Linked DNA regions of Zea mays: region 1 is linked to region 2. A link is a contact called in public Hi-C data. All regions are on one chromosome and are shown on one strand. Each heading gives the region's core, a stretch centred on a gene start, on an enhancer-like site or on the middle of the called end of the contact. The rest is flanking DNA. Distances are from core to core; before and after follow the strand shown.

Region 1 (2,700 bases), core at 188-2,687, 440 kb after region 2:
TGTTGTCTGGTTGAGGTACCTCTGCCTAGGATGATCCCCTAAACGAAAACAGCACCCTAAAAAGTGCCAATACAACAGACACTGCTTGTCGGAGAGGAAAGGAACAATCCATCATATTACTCCACAGGATGAATGAAGCAGTATCGCATCCTAAAGTAGTGAAGATTGGCAAACTTTTTCATGGTCGATGTAACCGAGGCGTCGGCAGCACAGCAAGAATAGGGGATGTGTGTGTTTTTTTAGGGACGGGGGATCAAACAAAAAGAAAGAAAAAGGGCGATTCAGAGCGGGATCCGTTAGCCTACCATCTTCAAGGCAAGTATCCCATCGTAGGGCTGGTAGGTTGCGAGCCCCCTGATGGTGAGGTCCCTGACCTCGTCCCCGGCTGCCGCGAGGCCGTCCAGCATCGCCGCCCCCGCGTGCTCCTCCATCCACCGCCCCACCAAATCCAGCGACAGCTGCGCGCGCGCGCGCGGAGTCAGGCGGGCCATCCATCAGTACAGAAAAATCAGGGAAGCGGATAACAAAATAGAGTATCCATGAGACGATCCGTACGTGGTTCTCGGCGAGGCCGAGGTTGACGACACCGTCGGGGTTGGACGCGGGGTGGTAAGGGTCGGCGGCGCACCGACGGAGACCGGCGTAGTAGAGCGAGTCCTCGTCCCCGGCCCGCACGACGGCCCCGCGCGCGGAGAGCGACGGCAGCGCGGCGCGCGGCGTGAGGAGGCCCCGCGAGTGGGAGCGGAGGATCGGGGAGGCGGCCGCGGGCGGCGGGGAGCCCGGCGCCGGCGCCGGCGCCGGCGCCGGCGCGGGGCGGTTGCGCTTGATGTAGAGCTGGAAGAAGTAGAAGAGCGCGCAGGGGATGAGGGAGCCGAGCACCAGGCCGCCCCGGCCCTGCACCACCCCCTGCAGCGGCACCACGATGCGCATCCCGCCGTCGGCGCGCGGCCGCGGCCGCGGGTCGCGTGACGGCTTCCTCTTCGTCCTCGTCGCGCGGGATGTCGCGTGGCCGTCGTCGTCGCCGTCGCCGCCGTCCCTCATGGGCGCGGCGGCAGCCCGTGCCGCGGCGTCGTGGTGTGGAGCGCGCGCCGGCGCCGGGGCGGCGGCAGCATAGGCGGGTGGTGGGAGGGAGGCGGGATTGGGTTGGCGCGGGCGGGGGGATTTGCGGGTTTGGGTGGGGGCCAATTCGCGCGGGGCTGGGTGGTGACTGGTGGCCGTCTGGCTCTGGCCGAGGCCGGACGGAGGGGGGAACACGCCGGGTTTGGCGTCTTGCTTGCCGCTTCTGGCGGCCCGCGGCCGAGTGGTGGAGTGGGGTGAAATGGGAAAGGAGCGAGTCCCGCCTCCCGTGATCCCGTCCCGTCCGTCCCTTGATTTGAGCGAACCACGAAACGGACGGAAGCAGCGGCTCAGGTCAGGTGGGGCATCCTCTCCATTGATCTGGCCAATAACTGTTTTCAAATACTAGATCTCTGCAATGGCGATCTCTCTCGTTTTTTTTTTGCACTAGTTACGGCGCGCTCGACCCAGGAAGCCAAGCACTCCAAGTTACGGCAGTGGTTTTCTAAAGTTGCTTTAACCAGCAAATCCGAGTGGCCCGTGCTGCCTGCCTTGCCGCAGCCGCCAACGCCACGCCAGGGCCAGGCGAGGCGAGGCCGGCCGTGTCAACGTGCCGTCCGCCCGGTCTTGCACTGTCACACTGACACGCCACGCGACAGCGAGAGCTGCGAACGGACGAACAAGGGACAACTTAGCGAGGTAGCCCGGCGGCCCAGCCGAGAGCCGTGGCGGCCTCCGCAAGGAAAACAGCTGGAGGAGCTGAGCTGAGCTGAGCTCCGCTCCAGAACGGCAGAACTTGCCTAGGTCGAGACAATTGCCATTATGGAAGAAGAGAGAAGAGAATTCGATGAAATAGAGGCGTTGGTGTTGGCTTTTCTGTTTTGAAGACGCAGCTGACAGACTCTTCCGGATATGGACAACAGACGGAGATTTGGGTTTGGTGTCAACATTAAATTCACTCTGTGCTCACGCCGTCAAAAAGTCTGGCGCCGCCGTTTCTTGTTGACGCGGGCTGCATCCCCAATCCAAAAACCCTAGCCGCCATTTCGTGTTCACGCTGTCTGCTTCCCCAATCCAGGAACCTAGTCGCCTTTTCTCTGCTCCTCTGCGGATGGATCTTCCTCCGAGCCAAGTGGTTGACGATGTTGTAGAAGCGGCTCGTGCTGCTGCCGTCGCGGCTTCGGAGGCGAGATGCGTGGCCGTTGTTGCTGAGAAGGAGGCCAAGGCTGCGGTTCAGTTCGTCGTCATTGTCGTCGACAAGGTTGAAGCAGTTAAGGCCTCATCAAATGTGGTATGTATTATCAAACTCATACACTCCTATTTTTTGTTGCTAGAAAGGGTACAAGTAAACTGATAGGAAAATAATATATTCGTATGCCATGATTATCATCTGGTTGTTGCACAGGAAAATGTCGACTTCAAGTATCATGTGAACATAAAGAATTCGTTGAGATACGCTTCTTCTGAGCACTAATCCTCAGTCTCTTCTTGGGGGTGATCTTCTTAACTAGCCATTTCCTTGTCGGTGGTGGAGTCTGCTGGGTTGTTGCATCGGGCACTTGTGAAGTGATTTGTGCACCGAGTGAAACAGCTCCATCGTCATCTCTCTAATTTTCTCAGCCAAATCACACACATGAAGGTCTT
Region 2 (2,700 bases), core at 149-2,648:
GGAGGGAAGGGAGCGGATCTGGTGATCCGTGGTAACATAGTTCTTAACACGTTATCAGCACGCTCTACCGGTAGTGGTAATGGAAATGGAACTTATTGCACCTGCTATCCTTTATTGTAAACGGTTACCGGTCTATGTTTGGTTGCAGCGTGGGATCAAAAAGAAGGATTGGAATTGGCTAACAATCAAAAGGCAACGGTAATGATTTTGAATTGGCTGGTATTGCATCCCACTGCAATCCTTTATGGTATAGTCTAATCAAACATAAAGCAATGGTAATAGATTACTCTGTTAACTGATTACGGCACTAAATCAACGTACCAAACAGCACCATAGTATTTCGTTACAGATTAATTCCATTTCGGTTTGCGTTTACTATAACTCCAACCAAACAGACCCTAAGTTTACATCAGGGCTAGTTTGGGAATCTAAATGCCGGAGGGTATTAGAGGGACTAAAATTTCCTTCTTATATAATTTTAAATAAGGAGAGAATTTTAGTCCCTCTAATCCCCTCCGATTTTTTGGTTCCCAAACTAGTCCTCAAGGAATCACTGCACATCCATGCCGTCGTCACATCAAAGACGCTCAATCTCGGTGAGTTTGTAGGTTATATCAACCAAACATGCCTAAGTTTACATCAACGATTTTTTATACTTTTTTATTCCAAATTCAAATGCTTGAAATTGAATGGGCCAGTTAGGTGTTGTCACTTAAAAAAATTGACATTACGGAAAAAGAAGAATTACCGAGAAAGAAATTATTTTAACGGGTTATTCATTCTAAAAAATAGACATCATCATAGGAAATAAAACGAACAAACTCAATCATTCAGTCATTTCATTTTTTTAGCCCCAGCTACTCATAAGAATTACTGAGTGCCATAATTGTATGCATTCTCTGCCAAAAAAAATGTCCCCTCAATGCTTGCACTAGAGTAGCCTTATGCACCTCTCTCTATACAGTCCGCCCTTGAATATTTGTCGCCGTGACAAATAAAAAAAGAAAACAGTGGGAGTAATTGACTGCCAGGCGATGAAAGCGAAGTCTACAATAGTGACTTCATCATTGCAATCATTTAAGTCATCTGAAGGAAACGAGGCATAGGTATTTATACCGAGAATTGACTCGGCAAACAACCTGGCAAACTAAAACTAAATCCTTACAGGATTCTATACCTATCGATCTAATCTGAACTTAACTGAAACGTGATAAATCTGAAAGAAACTCTGCAGCAGACAAGTTTGTTGCTACAACTACGGACCTGCTTAGGAGTCCGCACGATATTGAGGCGTACGGAGTATGTCCGAGCAGGAATCCAAACCAGGTTAACAAACTATAGCTATGGGCGTCCATATATGCATATATAAACGCTGCCTGCCGCCTGCGTCTCATCCTCGACCAAAACCAATCGACATCGAACTCGAACAGGCTCGAGAAAGCGGCGATGGAGAGCCTCGTCGCCATGATGGCCTTCTGCGAGGCACCGTTCGACGGCACCTCGCCTGCGTCCTCGCTTGCCGCCGGGAACAGCTCATCTTCGACCAACGTCCCCAAGGCTGGCGGGTATGGCATGGCGTCGTCGAGGCTGGCGTTGCTGGCCGCGAAGTGGCCGATGGAGAGGCTCGCGGCCATGGTGGCCTTCTGCGAGGCGCCGTTCGACGGCACAAGGTCCCCGTCGTCAGGTGCCGCCGGAGGCCGCGCCTGCGCAACGAACGTCCCCGAGGCCGGAGCCGGCGGAGACGTGGCGTCATCGGCACAGGCGAGGCTGGCCGCAGCCGCGAAGAAGCGGCCGGTGGAGAGGCTCGTGGCCGCGATGGCCTTCTGCGAGGCGCCGTTCGACGGCACCTTCGATGGCACCTCGGCTCCGTCGTCGGATGCCGCAAGTGACGTTGAAGATACGGCGGCGTTGAGGCGGCCGTGGCTGGCCGACGCCAAAGAACTAGAACGAGCGGCGATTGCGGCTGTTGCGCGTGAAGGTTAGGACCGTCGTTCATGGGCTCGCATCGCATTGGAGTCACCGAGTCAGCAAGGACTAATGTTCTTTTCTAGCAATAGAACCCCCCAACTACATGGAACATTGGGATACGATACCCTCTTTCCTGGACATGCACAACAGCAAGAACTGCATCCCGGTTCAGTACTGCCATTGGATCGAACAGTAGCAAATGTAGGTGTACAGTGTACTGGAAATTTGCAGAAATTTGTTCAAATCAATCATCTGAGTATTCAAAGAGTCAGTTCTTCAACTGCCTTGCCTTTAAATCAATTTCATGCTCTTGAGACACTACAACTGTTCCACGAAACCGAGTAGAATTTCAATGAAAAATAAAGAAATCAAGAGAACCGTTCCTAACAACAGTTGCATGCATACGTTTGCGTTTCCCTGTGGAAGGCACATCATAACTTACTCTTTTCTTTGACGAAAAAGAATAAATCGCTTGCACTGTTGCGACAAGTTCAGATTTTCATTGCACGGAAGCTCCAAAATTCTGCCAGAAGGTATCAGGAAGGCCCAAACTACATGAGCTAGCAGGAGGCCTCGTCTGTTTCTGTGATGTCCGCTTTGCTTTGGGGTTTTGGGGGATAGAGGTCCCACAGCGCAACCGTGGTATCCGCCGAGCAGGAAGCCATGAGCTTGCAGTCAGATGAGAAGGTCACTGCATTGCACTGCGAAGAGGAAGAAAGTATTAACATTAGA

Evidence for each region. A called contact is a pair of places that touch in the nucleus more often than the background predicts.
Region 1: a contact with region 2 is called in a Hi-C map of ear, with 3 times the contacts expected there. The contact joins the promoter of LOC100279580 here to the promoter of LOC100278286 in region 2. A contact is called at or near these places in 4 of 25 Hi-C or Micro-C datasets (ear, leaf and tassel) and 1 of 3 datasets of contacts at active chromatin or transcription factors (leaf).

Annotation. Positions count from the first base shown.
Region 1 is chr9:25,865,503-25,868,202 of Zm-B73-REFERENCE-NAM-5.0, forward strand. LOC100279580 (1-aminocyclopropane-1-carboxylate synthase3) reads right to left here and starts at 1,438. Exons shown (of 4, transcript NM_001152577.2): 1 at 556-1,438; 2 at 306-458. The coding sequence starts at 1,041.
Region 2 is chr9:25,424,235-25,426,934 of Zm-B73-REFERENCE-NAM-5.0, forward strand. LOC100278286 reads left to right here and starts at 1,399. Exons shown (of 1, transcript NM_001151609.1): 1 at 1,399-2,216. The coding sequence starts at 1,447. The coding sequence ends at 1,983. LOC100281713 reads right to left here. Exons shown (of 14, transcript NM_001368085.1): 14 at 2,223-2,669. The coding sequence ends at 2,529.